Regions from separate parts of the Mus musculus genome. Here region 2 is linked to region 1. A link is a contact called in public HiChIP or PLAC-seq data. All regions are on one chromosome and are shown on one strand. The core of a region is the stretch at or near the end of the contact, and the rest is flanking DNA. Distances in the headings are between cores, read along the strand shown.

The links. HiChIP or PLAC-seq counts read pairs in DNA pulled down with a chosen protein or histone mark.
Region 2: a contact with region 1 is called in an H3K4me3 HiChIP or PLAC-seq map of bone marrow-derived macrophages, with 3 times the contacts expected there. The contact joins the enhancer-like site here to the promoter of Mrpl19 in region 1. A contact is called at or near these places in 21 of 39 promoter capture datasets (the 3T3-L1 cell line, 3T3-L1-derived adipocytes, the C10 cell line and 11 more), 5 of 15 datasets of contacts at CTCF or cohesin (embryonic stem cells, liver, pro-B cells and 1 more), 132 of 484 Hi-C or Micro-C datasets (the 3T3-L1 cell line, 3T3-L1-derived adipocytes, the 63-12 cell line and 76 more), 21 of 115 datasets of contacts at active chromatin or transcription factors (astrocytes, bone marrow-derived macrophages, cardiomyocytes and 12 more) and 4 of 9 other capture datasets (adipose tissue, embryonic stem cells, liver and 1 more).

Annotation. Positions count from the first base shown.
Region 1 is chr6:81,963,223-81,967,261 of GRCm38.p6, reverse strand. It overlaps Mrpl19 (mitochondrial ribosomal protein L19), which reads left to right and starts at 1,313. Exons shown (of 5, transcript NM_026490.2): 1 at 1,313-1,555; 2 at 2,905-3,023; 3 at 3,194-3,328. The coding sequence starts at 1,335.
Region 2 is chr6:82,124,037-82,127,696 of GRCm38.p6, reverse strand. It overlaps Gm40381 (a long non-coding RNA gene), which reads right to left. Exons shown (of 2, transcript XR_869194.2): 2 at 1,625-1,803. Among named protein-coding and RNA genes, the nearest start is that of Gm40381, 6.1 kb to the right of the region's middle. Within about 2 kb of position 2,361, at least 40 of the 459 cell types and tissues checked have an H3K27ac peak or open chromatin away from gene starts, as enhancers often do. A contact at or near this core is called in the AML12 cell line, Sertoli cells, adipose-derived mesenchymal stem cells and 4 more, where this site is marked.

The DNA of each region.
Region 1 (4,039 bases), core at 64-2,563:
GGAATGCTGCTTACTGGCTTGCTCCTCATAGCTTGCTCAGCCTGCTTTCTTATAGAATCTAGAAACACCAGTCCAGGGATGGCACCACCCACAATGGGCTGGACCCTCCCCCATCAATCACTAACTTAAAAAAATGTCCTACAGGCCACCTACAGACCTATCTTATGGAGACATTTTCTCAGTTGGGGGTACTCTCCTCTCTGATGACTCTAACTTTTGACAAAACAGCTAGCATTTATTATTCTGTTTGGAGCCTGTGAGAGCCAGGTAGTGCTGGTTAGTAAGACAGAAGTTAAGCAAAAGAAGATACTCATTGCTCCCCACGGAATTCATAACAACGAACTAAATACCAATAATCAAACAAGAGGCAAACGAAAATTTCCTAAAAGAAGCAACGTTCTACAAGACTGATTAACTAATTAAAACGTGAGTGACTTGAAGCATTGTGGTGCTGCAGATCCAGAGCCCAACTATCTTGGCCCATTAGTCCCTCAAATGGTAATTTATTCCCAACTTACTTGTGAACCAACGGCCTTGTTATTATTAAGGGACTACATTCAGCAACCGCCTCACTTCCATCAACCTGAAGGCTAAGAAGGCCATCAGCGCAACTGAGGCATACAGCAGAGACATCTCCATTTTGATATAGCATTCCTAAATGGGTGTACCTGCCAATGTGTTTAAGGAATGGCTTTCTTGCTCTGATACTATGGAATGCCATGGAATTGTTACATGTAATTGGAACATGGATTTGTGGTGACCTAAATCTTGTGTTCTGAGCCCCTCATTAATACTTGACTCTAGAATAAACTATCTCTTTTGCCCTTTAGGTGACAGTTGTGTTTTTCATGTAGGCACAAGCAAATAAAAGGTGGAACTGAGGAGGCTGGAGAGGGTGGCTCTGCAGTTAGGAACACGTAATTTTTCAGAGGACCCATGTTCAATTTCCAGCATCCACATAGGGTCCCTTGCCACTGCCTGTAACTCCAGCTCCAGGGGATCATATGTCCTTCATGGGCACCTGCAATCACACTCACACACACACACACACACACACACACACACACACACACACTCCACGCACTTCATAGTCACTCACTAAATGCAAATGAGATCACAGTACTTAGTGAAATGTACAAACTTGCTAACCCTGTAGAGAAGTGTAACTTTGCAAATTATGGAGAAGAGGAAAATTATATACATTTACAGGTATAACTCCCTCAAACAAGCGGCGGTACACCGGGAAGCAAGTTTAGTCCCATAGGAGCCACCGTCCGGCCACACCCCATCGCACTGACTTCTGGGAGTTGTAGTCCTTCATTGAGGGTGTAGACATGGCGGCCTCCATGGCAGAAAGTTGTAGGGCGTCCCTGTACCTGGCCCGGAGCGTCCGAATGGCCAGGCCACGGCTTGCTGCCTTCGCATCTGATGCCTGCCGTGTCTGCACGGGCCCAAGCCGATTTCAGAGCACCGGGCCTTCAGAGCCCGGTGGGTTCAAGCCACCGCCGAAACCTGTCATCGTGGACCGGCGCCGAGTCCCGGAAGACGAGAGAAGGTGAGGCGGCCGAGGCCGCGTGGGAGTGCGCACACTTTGATACCCGCTTTATAGCTGGGCTGCACGAAATCGGGTTCCGGGTCTGCCCCTCTCTAGATCACGAAAGACGCAGGCTTGGACTCCCTTCCCTCAGTTTGTCCTAAAATCCACCACGGTGAGCCTTGGCCAACAGATTCTATCCAGGAGGAAGGGTTTGGGGAGGTCAGATCGGCTCAGGCACGTGGATCCAGCACACTCTTTTTCGTCTTACCTACATAAATGCATCTTCAGAAGCTTAACAGTATGGACCCGCAGGGTGGTTCGGTTGTGAAAGTTGCAACCTGTACACCCAAATCCATGCCTAGAACCCATAGAGAAAAGAGAGACCGTACTCCAAAGTTTGCCTTCAAATCCCCACATGAATGTTATGCTGGGCGCTCCAACCACAATACACAATAATTTGTGGGTGTGTATCAGGCTGGCCTTGAACTCAAAAAAGATCTGCCTGCTTTTGCCTCCTAAATGTTAGGATCAAAGGTGGGAATCCCTATGCTCGGTGGAAGATTTCTTTTAAAGTCAGTTTGCAGCTGGTGATTTGTATATATTTTCTCCATATTTATAGCTCAGTGGGAGACTTGTGCTCATTTGCAGACTGAGAGAAATGCAGCGTATTAACTGTGACAAAATTGTAACAAATAGTAATTATGTCAGCGGTTCATCACCTTTACGCTCCAGTTGTGCTTTGTTTTTTTTTTTTTTAAGTAAGATGACAATAAAACATCTAACTGGTCTCAGGATTAATTTATGCTACTATGGGTCAGCTTGCCTGTGTGGTGACAAACACCAGAGACAGCCAGCCTAAAGGGAACAAATTCGTTTGGCTCAGGGTTTGGACAGTTGTAGTTAATTTTGCTTGGTCCTGGCCCTGTCACTTGGGCCCTGCAGTGACACAGTATAGCGTGGCAGGAAGCATTAGCTAGGTAAAAGCAAAGGGAGAAACAGAAAGGGGCCGGGGTCTGTGCCTTGCCTTCAAGGTTAGATGCCCAGTGACATGTTTCCTGTACCGGACTGAAACTCTTTAAGGCTTTCTAAGCCCCAGTAGCTGCCCAGGATGACAGCTAAACAAACCCTTAGCACAAATGCCTTCTTGGACAATAAGGTCCAGACCTTGAGGGCTACTTGATGTATGATAACCATTTAAACACAATGCCTGGTGCGTTCTCAGGAGTGAGCATTAACAATGGTTTTGGAAACCATGGTTTTAGAAATAACATTGCAATCCATATTGAAAGAATAAAATACATCTACATTATACCCATTGTTTTTCTTATGCTGGCCTAAATCACCTTTCATTTTTAATTTTTTTATAGGTTCCTGAGTCCTGAATTCATCCCTCCCAGGGGGAGAACAAACCCTCTGAAATTTAAGATAGAAAGAAAAGATATGCTAGACAGGAGAAAGGTGCTTCCGATTCCAGAGTTCTATGTTGGTGAGTAACGGTGTCTGGCAGCAGGTGTTGGGCGCTAGTTTTCATTGCCTTCAGATTATTGTTCAGATGTCTGGGTTTTGCTGTTATTTATTTCTGACATACTAAGATATAAACCTTATTTGTTCATTCCTGCATCTGTGTCAGAGCTTGCTTCTCTTCTGACTCTGTAGGAAGCATACTTCGAGTCACCACAGCCGACCCCTATGCCAGTGGAAAAACCAGCCAGTTCCTGGGGATTTGCATCAAGCGATCAGGGAATGGGCTCGGGGCTACTTTCACCCTCAGGAACACGATTGAAGGACAAGGTATGTTTCTTCTTGAGCATCCAGAGAGTGAAACTGGGATTTCCCCAAGAGATAATGTGTGCTTTGCCTTGGATACAGATTAGTATTCACTGTTTAACGTGCATTGTTTAGTTTCTTTTGAGGGCTTCTTTTATTATAGGGCAACACCCATTAGGACTAGACTGGCCTGGGCATGGTGACATGTCTGCTATCCTAGCATAGGGATGTCCTGAGGCAGAAACTACATAGTGAGACCTTGCCTAAACAAACATGGTTATTTTCAAGTATGGAGACAGTGTATAAAGCAGTGAAGAGAGATTCCTTTTGTTTTTGCTAGTAGTGTTTTTAAAACGGGATGGTCCATATAGGCCATGGGTGGCCAGGAACTTGCTATATAGAGCTGACTGACTTCAAACTTGAAATATCCTCAAATCTCGGCCTCCTGAGGACAGGGATTAGAGGATTAGAGATGTGAGCTGTCACATTTAGCAGGATCACCCCTTTCTGAGCAAATACCCCGAAGTCCACTGGGACTCCTAAAATGAAGGTCTCTACTTTATGTTGTGACATGTTATAACCTGTTATGACAGGTTATGGTGTCAGAAGCAGTCACACATGCCATGACTGACACAGCAGAACAAATGGTAAAGTTCTAGAAAGGAGAATTGAAACGGCAAGTAAGAGTGTTTATTCTTCTGGGTGCACTTTGGGGTTCTGACCAGTGAGCTACCA
Region 2 (3,660 bases), core at 1,112-3,611, 160 kb before region 1:
CAGTCAGCTATTGGATGGATCACAGGGCCCCCAATGGAGGAGCTAGAGAAAGTACCCAAGGAGCTAAAGGGATCTGGAATCCTATAGGTGGAACAACAATATGAACTAACCAGTACCCCCGGAGCTCGTGTCTTTAGCTGCATATGTATCAAAAGATGGCCTAGTCGGCCATCACTCGAAAGAGAAGCCAATTGGACTTGCAAGCTTTATATGCCCCAGTACAGGGGAACACCAGGGCCAAAAAGTGGGAGTGGATGGGTAGGGGAGGGGGGACTTTTGGGATAGCATTGGAAATGTAAATGAGGAAAATACCTAATAAAAATTTTTTTTCCAGGTGCAGTGGCACATGACTTTAATTCCACCACTCAAGATGTAGAGGCAGGCAGATTTCTGAGACTTTGAAGATAGCCTAGTCTACAGTTGATAACAAATTCCAGGCTAGTTAGAGCTTCATAATGATTCTCTCTTCTCTCTCTCTCTCTCTCTCTCTCTCTCTCTCTCTATATATATATATATATATATATATATATATATATATATATACATATATACATATATATGTATATATATGTATGTATATATACATATATATACATATATATATAATTATGTAAATGTATGTGGTTTAAAAATTTTACATATTTATACATATATGAATTTACAAGAAGTAAATATATATAACATTTTCTCTGACAGTTTATATACACATATGTCTGCATGTTCAGAGATGCTATGTACATGTATAAATCAAAAGATGATCAAGTCAACCTAACATACCCATCAATTCATTCATCTGTCTTTTTATGCTGAAACATAAAACATAGAAATTTATTTCTTAATTTTATGGGTCTGAAAAGAAGGCTCATCAGCCAGGAGCACATACAACTCAACTCTCCAGAGAACCCAAGAGTTCAGTTCTAGCACCCATGCCCAGCAGCCCACAGATGCCTTTAACTCCATCTCTGAGGGATCTTGTGCTCCCTTCTGGCCTCCAGGGTCACTGCACACACAAGTGCACAGACACACGCATGTACACTGCTAAAAAATACCTTTTAAAAATGTTTACTGTGTTTTTATTTTGAGTAAGTGTAAGGCATGAATATGGCCGCAATTGTTCTGTGATATGCAAATACATTGGACATAATGGTTATAGTTTATTTTATATACACCCATACGTGGGATTATAGAATCAAATGGTAGTTCTGTTTTTCCTGAGGAGACTTCATGCTGTCTTCCATAGTGGCTTTTCCGATGTGCACTCCCACCAATGCTTTACTGATACAAGCGTTCCCTTCTCTCCCTGGTATTCCTACCACTTTCACTACTTTGATCGAATACCATTTGACTGTGTAAGATAACTTACTGCAGCTTTAATTTGCATCTTTCTAATAATTACTAAGGCTGAGTATTTCTCCCCAGCTATGACAAATATCATAGGATATCCAAAAGCTTATTCTATTCTTCATTGAGATTTATTCTATGTAGAGCCAACTTCTGAGACAATGTTTCATATTCAGAGGGAGGAGCTTTCTCACTAGTACAGGATAAAAGAGATGGAAATACGCAAGAGGTGTGTCTTAGTTAGGGTTTCTATTGCTGTGAAGAGACACCAAGGCCATGCAACTCTTATTAAGGACAACATTTAATTGTGGGTAGGTTTACAGGTTCAGAGGTTCAGCCCATTATCGCCATGCCTGGAAGCATGGTGGTACAGACAGACATGGTGCTGGAGAAGGAGAAGAGTCCTATATCTGGATTGGCAGACAGCAGGGAGAGCAAGTGAGCCACCAAGCCTGGCTTGACCTGTCAGGGAACAAGAGAGAAGGCAGAAGGGGGTTAAGGGAAATACAAGGGAATGTAAGAACAAAACTTTCTACTATCATGTAAACCAAAGATAGTAGGTGAGAGGTCCCACTGGAACAAGCATTTAACTTAGCATAGCAATGGCATGCAGATTGTCCTGTCTATATGTGTGTGAGTGTGTGTCCATATGTGTGCATGTGAATGTGTGTGTGTGTGTGTGTGTGTGTGTGTGTGTGTGTGTGTGTGTTGTAATGTGTGTGTAAAGGTTGACACAGAATCTCTCACTGGACCTGGAACTCATCAATTTGGCTAGACTGACTGACAGTGAGCACCTTCTTCCCAAGTGCTGGGATGACACGTGCCCACTGACCTGCCCGACCGTACATGAGTACTGGTAATTGAACACTGGGCTTTATGTTTGCTGGGTCATCTCCCTGGCTCTCATATCTTATTCCTTCTAGTCTGTGAAAAGGAAACAAGAGGCCAGGATGAGGAAGCTGGAGAGTTTTTAGCAGACCAGCTGTCTGCTGTGAGTCACAATCAGCTGGTGTGGCAGAGGCAGGGTCACCTGGAAGGCTGAGCTGCTCACTGTATGACTCAGCTGCTGATGTATGCTGAGCTGACACAAAGGCATGACTTAGAAACCCAGCAGTCTAATTAGTAGGCATAACCTGTGTATTTGATTGGGGAAAAGTGAGCTGGCTCAGTGGGGAAAGGTGCTTGCTGCCAAGCCTGGCAACCTGAGTTCCATCCCCCAGACCCACAGGATGGACAGAACCAACTCCCAAAAGTTGCCTTGAATTCCAAGTACAGACTGTGGCTCCTGTACACATATCCATTAGATAAATAATGAATAAAGTAAAGCAAACAAAGATTCTTGGAAACAATTAGAAAGGCCAATGTTTTTCTGATTACAGCATTTGTTCTGAGTCACCAAGACTTGCTGTAACATTTTAATATAGGGTACCATTTTTTTAAGTGGACTCCTTGTGCCTAACTGAATTTTAAAAAGGATCAAAATTAATTCTAATAGTCTTGGAGGTTACCTTGTTTTGTTTTATCTTAAAGATTGATATTACAAAACAAAACGTGGAATTTAAAACAAAAGCTAAATATCTAGTCACTAAATGTACATTATAGAAATTATTTTGGGTCAGCAAGATGGCTCAGCTGGAAAAGGCCATCCCTAAATTCTATAAGACGGTAGAAGGGATCAACTTCTGAGAGTCCTCCCATGGCTTTCCTGGGTGTGCATGCACATACACACATAGATAGATAGATAGATAGATAGATAGATAGATAGATAGATAGATAGAGAGAGAGATAGATAGATAGATAGATAGAGTAGGTGGATAGATAGATAGATAGATAGATAGATAGATAGATAGATAGATAGATAGATAGAGTAGGTGGATAGATAGAGTAGATGGATAGATAGATAGATATGTAGATAGATAGATAGATATGTAGATAGATAGATAGATAGATAGATAGATAGATAGAGTAGGTGGATAGATAGAGTAGATGGATAGATAGATAGATATGTAGATAGATAGATAGATATGTAGATAGATAGATAGATAGATAGATAGATAGATAGATATGTAGATAGATAGATAGATAGATAGATAGATAGATAGATAGAGTAGGTGGATAGATAGATAGATAGATAGATAGATAGATAGATAGATAGATAGATAGATAGATAGAGTAGGTGGATAGATAGAGTAGATGGATAGATAGAGTAGATGGATAGATAGATAGATAGATAGATAGATAGATAGATAGATAGAGTAGGTGGATAGATAGAGTAGGTGGATAGATAGATAGATAGATAGAGTAGGTGGATAGATAGAG